2 separate regions of the Bactrocera dorsalis genome follow, and region 2 is linked to region 1. Evidence: chromatin contacts called from public Hi-C data. All regions are on one chromosome and are shown on one strand. The core of a region is the stretch at or near the end of the contact, and the rest is flanking DNA. Distances in the headings are between cores, read along the strand shown. Region 1 holds the start of LOC105230040 (ribonuclease Oy). Region 2 has its middle 22 kb from the start of LOC105230041.

Region 1 (3,984 bases), core at 768-3,267:
CGGGTTTAGATCTTCGAAATAACCGCCTTGGGTGGTCAGTTCCGGTGCGTAGAACCGGCTGTTGTGGGAATTGTTGGTCAAGAGTTTCGTTCTGGTTATTGTAGCATGTTAAAGTTCTACTTGTCCAGAGCAGAACCTGACATATCCAATATAAATCCTGCATGAAATGGGTCTCCGCATGACACAGGCCAACTGTCTGTATGCCCCACCAACCCTACTCATCTGACACCCCTCTCCCTTTGGTCCGACCCCGTCGAAACTGCACGCTTTTTGGACCGTTCTTTGGATGACGTCGACAACAATCTATCTTATGCTTACCATTCTAACGGGGACTAGGTACCCGTTAAACAACAACGCAACTTGCAGTTGCCACGAGAAACAAGAGTGACTCTTGCGAGCAGGCTAAACTTTTACTTATCCAGAATCGACCCCGAGATACCAAATATATGTTCAACAACGAGTCCTCTAACCGTTTGTTGTTGTTGTTGTAGCGGCAGAATTCTGCCGATTTGACAGTCCTTGGCCGGATAAAAATCCGAGTCCGTTCCGGTTACGTAGACCCAACTGTCGTGGGATCGGATGACTCTAACCGCCTTCTCCTATGGCCCGACCTATTCTAAACAGCACATTTCCTGGGATCTTTGGATGATTTCGATTTTCTAACAAAACTTATATCGAATATGTCGATCACTGGGAGAGTTATACATATCTATATAAATATATATGTATGTACATATGTGCTTGGACTCTGATCCCCTGGTTGACGTTTGCACCTTAAGGTACCCTGGCTTTCATTCCTGCAAGTTGCAAGAGTATAAAATGTTCAGTTGCACCCGAACTTAGCTCTTCCTTACTTGTTTTTTTTTTGTTTTTTGTTGACAATATCTCACAAACACTCACACATTCTATATATGAGCAATTAATATGCCTAACTAAGCACGATTTATTTACAGTATATGCAACTTAGGGTCTTTCAGTACAGAAAGTCATACTCACACATACACACACACATGTATTACTGTTGTTTACCGAATTGATTTTGCCAATATTCACATTTTGGCCACAAACACATACATACACACATAGGTATTTTCGGTCGAAATATTTGCATTTTCACTTCATGACATTGTTGTTGTTGTTTTTTTTTTTTTGTTCTTGCTTATGTGTGTCCACATATTCGTTTGTTACCGTTGCCCGACTTACCTAATCACGTCCAGCCACTGCGTGCTGAAGAGCAACGCGCCGAAAGTGAGCCACAAAGTACATCTTCGCCCCATTTTCACACGGTTTGCCACTGCTCCGTTCGGGTTCAGCGAATTTTGCGTATTTTTCAGCGAATTTCGATTTTTATTCGGCTTATTGATATTTGATATAATTTCAAGGTGTTTGCTTGTTAATATTAAAGTTTCGTTTTCGTTTGCGCTCAACACTGCCGCCTCTGCACCACTCTCGAACACTCTGTGTATATGTATAGCTATATACCTGTGTTTGTTGTTGTTGTTGGCCTGCTTTGTGTACCGTGTTGTTATTTTTTGTTTAGTTTATCTATTTAAGTTTTTTCATTTCGTTTTTTCTATACTTAAGCAATGCGCTTGGTTGTAGTTGCTGTCGTTGATATTGTGTGTATTTGTTGTTGTTTTAATTTGTTCATTGTTATTGCACTTTAAGTAACAAATAAATACGGCTCTCGCGTTGCGCACTAATTTTCTTCAAGCGTTTGTCGTCATTTCTTTAAATTTTCTGACATTTTCTCGCGTTTTTTCGTTTTTTATTGCTTCACTCAACATTCACTGACATTTCACTTTACAAGTTTATACTTTGTTTTCTGTATTTTTCGCAGCAAAATGTCAAAATACTTTTTTATTTCGTTTAGTAGTTTGCCTGTTTCAGCTGCGTGAAACAACCCGTTTGATATTCACTTAGAAAAAGGTACACATCGCTACCTACCTATGTACTTGCTGTATGCCTTATGACTTTGCTCTCTTTTACAGCGTCTTTGTACTCAGCACTTTAGTGGCGCTCTAATGTGGCACTAAATTTGGCGAGCGCATGTTATTTTGAACTCAACTGTAGTGCTTTTGGTAGTCTTCAGACAAGCTGGCAGCAGCAGCAACAAATAAACTGCGCTCTTCGGGTGAGCAGTCATCATCGTAAGAGCGAAGAGAGTCGCACATTTATTAGCGACGCATTAAAGGGGTTACTAAGAGCAAGCGCTCACAAAGATTGATACTAGGTGTTGCTTTACTATCAATAATATCAAAATTTTTGAAAAGAGATATTTTTTTGATTCGTTTTGGCATCGTTTTTTGTTGATGTATCTGTTTTCAGAAAAAAATAAAAAAAATTATTTTGCATGTGATTTTTACATCAGCTATTGCCACTTTTGCTCCGGATTCGTTACCATCGGAAAAGTCGAGATAGCGCCGTTAGAATATTAGGTATTTCTAAAGACTATTTACATATATGTACATAGGCTGGTTAGAGTTGCCAACTTTTTAAATAAAAATATTTCTTTAATTGCTATTTATAAAGTTATAATTAATTTTTTTTTATCAAATATTTGAATATTATTTTTAATTAAAAAAATATAAATTCAAAAGTAATTTTAAAATTTTTATTTCAAAAACATATTTTAATTTTTTTAATTCAGAAACATATTTTATATTATATACTTGGTATTAAATTTTTTTAAATCGGGTTTTTGGTTTAGATATTTAATGTTTGAATTAAAAATTTGAAAATTATTTTTAATTTAAAAAATATTTTAAATTTTTAATTCAAAAACATATTTTTATTGGTTTAGATATTGGAAAATTATTTTTTATTTAAAAAATATAAATTCAAAACCAGTTTTAATTTTATTTCAAATATTTTTTTCAATTATAAATTAGGGATTACAATTTTTTCAATTCCATTTTTGGATTTTAAAATTATTTCTAATTAAAAAAATTTTATTTCAGAAAAAATTTAAATTTTAATAATTTTTAATAAAAAAATCTTAATTCAAAAAGAATTTGAAAGTTTTAATTCCATTTTTTTTTAATTTTTTCAATTATAAACTTGGGATTATAACTTTTCAATTCCATTTTTGGATTTGATATTAAAAAATTATTTTTAATTAATAAATTTAAATTTTTTTTAAATTTTAATTCAAAAACATATTTTCAATGACATACTCGGTATTCAAATTATTATTTTTTAATTCGGCTTTTGGTTTAGACATTTGAAAATTGCTTTTAATTAAACAGATGTTGATTAAAAAAATTAAAGTTTTAATGAAAAAAAATTAATTATAAACTTCGGATTCAAATTTTTTTATAAATATTTCAAACCTATTTTAAGGAATAGAAATTTAAAAATATTTTTAATTGAAATTTTTCAATGCATTATTTGCAACCCTGCTCAGATTACATGAGTAATAAATAACAGTAAGTCAAAATAACGTTAGATCTGCTCCATACCGAAGTCGAATAATTCTAAAAATGGCAATGGGAAAAATGACATTTCTAAATATATATATTTTTTAGGTAAAATAATAGGTATACCCAATAAATAAATTATATATAAACCCTACAAATATTAAATTGAACAAAAATATTAAAAAAAAATAAATCCGTATGGCAACTCTCCTAACACCTGGGCTAGTACTTCATATAAATACAAATATACAAGTTAAATACTACCTGAGAGCCTTAAACACCCCTAAATTGCTGTTTGTATGTCGTGAAACAAAGAGAAATTTTGGTAATCATTTAGAAGAGAGTGAAAGAGAAAAAGTCTTAAATGCAGTTATTATCGTCATTTTATACCTCAGCGACCTCTATATTTTAAATCTGCAAGATATATTATCGGATATCTAAACCGGAAATCGCTTCTATACATCCTGTGATTCTTGACATACATATGTACTTAGCAAGATATGAGATCTTAATACCTCTGCCAATGCCAGGCATCTTGTTGTGTTGGGTGGCTTAAGCCGCAAGG
Region 2 (3,858 bases), core at 189-2,688, 51 kb after region 1:
TTCAACAATTTTGGTCCCAGCAACTATTTTCTCTTTCCCAGGCTCAAAAAGATTTCACAATAAGGTCGTCAATATGGAAACCAACACCTCGTATGTTGTTCTTTAAGCCGTGTACTATGGAAACGGTAACCGAATGTTGGAGAAACGTTGAGACAAATGCATTACTCTAGATGGAAAAAGTGTCGTAGAATGAAACCATATTTTCTTTACGTTGTTTTATTATTAGGTCTACGACTTTTCAGCTCATGTACTATTTTTCTTCCAATGATATTTCAGACAAGTAATAGCACTTGTGTTTGGTTTCCGATGTTGAATTGTAGGCGAAGTTAGTTTTTCTCTCTTCTGTTCATCCTTCACAATGCCATATCGAATTATTTAAGTCTCAGTCCTATCACCTTTTGTCTTCTCCTTTTGAATTTACCGTTATACAATAAAGTTTAAACCGAACCTCTTATTATTCTAGAGCAAAAGAACTGAATCACTTTTATGGTTTTGTTATTTCTCAGGTGGAACCTTAGCCAGTGCACAAATTTTCAGAACCTTTCCACATACAATCACAGCAAAGGTTTCAAAACGTAGGAACTTGGTCATGAGCAAGAAAAATATCATCCAGGGTAGCATTTTGACACGTAAGGCAGAGACAGCAATCCAAAATTCCTTTCTAGTTACTTATGCTCGAGAGAACTCGTCCAGCTATTGTTTCGAGGTTTCTAGTTAGCTTTCAATTATGTTCTGTTTTTATTTTTTCCATTTAAATCCCAACCTTTTCTTTGTAATAAAGGCATTAACACTGCTATAAAGTCATATGTTACAATTTGTTAGCAATAATCCCTCGGCGACAACACGCACCCAATCTGTTTAATATTCCGAATCACAAAAAAGTGAAATAGAACGTGAACAAGAACGATAAAATGCACACAAATGACAAACAAACAAAAATATTACATTGTAATCCGCTTAAATTAAAACGTATTAGCTCTAATTTGCATAATTGCCCTGACGAACCGGAAAACCAACAACGAATTAAAGTAAATACACCCTTCAAAGTTGATCGTCCCTAAATGCGTTGAGGAATACCTTCAGCACGTGATGACAATATTTAAAAATGTTTAACATAATTAATGTGTAGCAAGATAAAGACCGGTGTGCATCTGTATGTGTGTAGTAGACCCTCACGGACTGCTTCTAAAGCCTGCGCTGAGTAGCAACAAAATATGCCCGAAACGCAGAGCCTTGCCACCGCAGTGCCTTGGCACGAAACCAAAACTTTTCAACACACTTTTGGGGTACTCACGAAAATTAGGCCCGACTGCCGACAATTGACGTGCTTAATCAACCCTTAAATAACGCTAATTTGTTGCGAACCCTCACCTCTTCACCATCGCCAACGTTGCCCGAGCAGCACACTCGTAACCGCAACGTAAACAAAAGCCAAATGCTAGAAATTATCACACAATGCCATGCCCGCCGGCGCTGCTCGTAAACATCTACATATGTATGTATATACATGTATGTGTATGCGTGTGTGTGCTGTTGCTTTGTTGTGTCGAAACTAGGTGTGAATCCAAGTGTTTGCCCGCTTGATCGGTGCGTCCCTAGGGCCAAGAGCGTGAATTTCAATTTATTATTGCCTTATCGCCTCTAATTGGCTGAAACGCTTGCGGCGACCACGCAAAACTTTCACAAGCTTACGTGCATCCCTGTGTGTGTGTATGTTTGCATTAGAGCTTAGCTATGTCCAAATGTGTATAAATAGAAGTTGTTGGATGTACATACATACACACATATACATATAGAAAAATACGTAAGTATAAATTAGGCACTTATCTAGCTAAGCTAGCGTCATGCGTCCACTTCCGCTCTTCCCGAGCTTTATTGTCTCAATTTTTTCTTTTTTTTGTTTGCTAATTTTGTTGCTTTTAATTCGGTAGCAAAAATACAGTTTTTTTTGCGGTAGACCATGTTCTAATTGGAAAAAGTTAGGTTAGGTGGAAAGATTTTCTTATAGCTAAACTCCCGTACACTCGCTTGTAATAAACATAGAAGCAAAATTCGTAAAACTCTCAATTCTCTAGCGTTTTTAATAATATAACCTAACAAAAATTAACTAAATATTAAGAATATGCAAAATCAGCCCGAAAATGTTCTCTTCGAAACAATTTCTCAAATGTGTGGAGTGAGTCTTGATACAATCCTTTCATCCTCACACGACTGCCACTATTAATCTGTTTCCATCTAGTTGGCAACTTCATAATCCCCTTTTCGTAGAAGCCTCCCTACAGACATAAAAATGGGTATATCGAATTCCGAGGTTAACTTACTATAATGACTGGACTAATTTGCGAAGAACTCTGGCAGCCATTTTTCACAAGCCCCTTTTCAGTTCAACTTTACACTAACAAGGGCGTTCGCCATGAACAGGAACAGGTGGTAATCACTTGGCGCTATGTCAGGGCTATCTGGTGGATGCGATAAAACCTCCCATCCGAGCTCGTAGCTTCTGACGAGTCATCAACGAAGAGTGTGGTCTGGTATTGTCCTGGTGGAACACTACACTCTTCCTATTGGCCAATTCTGGAAGCTTCTGGTCAACCGCTCCAGTTGTTCGCATTAGATGGTGGAATTAAGCGTCTGGCCATATGGGAGCAGCTCATAGTGGATGACTACCTTCCGGGTTGGCCTTTATTTGGGACGATACACCGGCCTTCGACAACGACCTTTTTGGCTTGTTATTGTCGTATGTGATCCATTTTCGTCACCAGTCACCATCCGCTTCAAAAATGGGTCGAGTTCGTTCCGTTTCAGCAGCATATCGCAGGCGTTGATTCGGTTCAGAAGGTGCGTCAAATCATGCAGCACCCAAACATCAAACTTTTTTGTGTATCCAGCCTTTTGCAGATGGTTTAAAATGGTTTGGTGACTAACTCCCATCTTCTGGGCGATGTCACGAGATGCCACATGCAGGTCTAACTCTATGTTTTCCATGATTTGATTGGTATTCGTCGTTACAGGTCTTGGGTCGGCTGGCTTTTCCATGGTGTCGTTTTCACTCGCTCTGAATCATCGAAACCATTCCTCCTCAGTCCAAAGTGATAGACTACCATCCCCCAAAACACCATAAATCTCACGGAACGTTTCTCTAGCGGATTTGCCTTAAGCGAAGAAAAACTTTAAAATAGCGCGAATTTCGGCATTAGTGAAAAACATGTTTACACGTCTATAACTGTTGAACGCAATATCCAAACTAATCATGCATATCGTCGCGGAAGGGAGATATTGACAACCTAATATTATCACCCAAAGTAGCACAACAATGTACGAGGAAATCGTTTAAATCAGCTTACTAAGCTTATATCTACTATGTAGCTATACTTGCTAAGGAAAAGATAGTACTATATCCTTTTATACCATAGAAATTGCTCCTGCGACGTTTCCGTTGACGTCCTTTTTTCTTGTTCTTGTTTAAATTATTATGTCCATGTTTAAGAAACTGGCAAAAGCTACAGAATTTATTAAACACAATTGTCCCTCAAAGAAATCCTAAAACTATGCATCTTTTATTCATATCCCCACACTTGTCTTTGCCAACCGAGTTGCCTTCGTTAAAATGCCGAGAGTATGACACTCACCCGATTTTATTAGCCATTCACTGCTAATGTTTGTCATCATTTCATTAATTACCCAAACATAAGGTTTACTAATTTCAATTTACGAACGAATTCTACATTTCATACAACAATAACAACAGCAGCCGTATATTCTATAGCGGAATATGGGCGGGGAAAAACACTTGATCGGCAGAATAAATGCAATTAATGCAGTCAACTGAGTGGGACGAGCAACCAGCAAGTGAAAACA

What was found. Hi-C and Micro-C count contacts between places; a contact is called where the count stands out from the background.
Region 2: a contact with region 1 is called in a Hi-C map of whole body, with 2.8 times the contacts expected there. The contact joins the enhancer-like site here to the promoter of LOC105230040 in region 1. A contact is called at or near these places in 2 of 2 Hi-C or Micro-C datasets (both in whole body).

Annotation. Positions count from the first base shown.
Region 1 is chr5:20,258,044-20,262,027 of ASM2337382v1, forward strand. LOC105230040 (ribonuclease Oy) reads right to left here and starts at 2,018. Exons shown (of 2, transcript XM_011210609.4): 1 at 1,204-2,018. The coding sequence starts at 1,277.
Region 2 is chr5:20,309,438-20,313,295 of ASM2337382v1, forward strand. No RefSeq gene overlaps it. Among protein-coding and RNA genes, the nearest start is that of LOC105230041, 22 kb to the right of the region's middle. Within about 2 kb of position 1,439, the one cell type or tissue checked has open chromatin away from gene starts, as enhancers often do.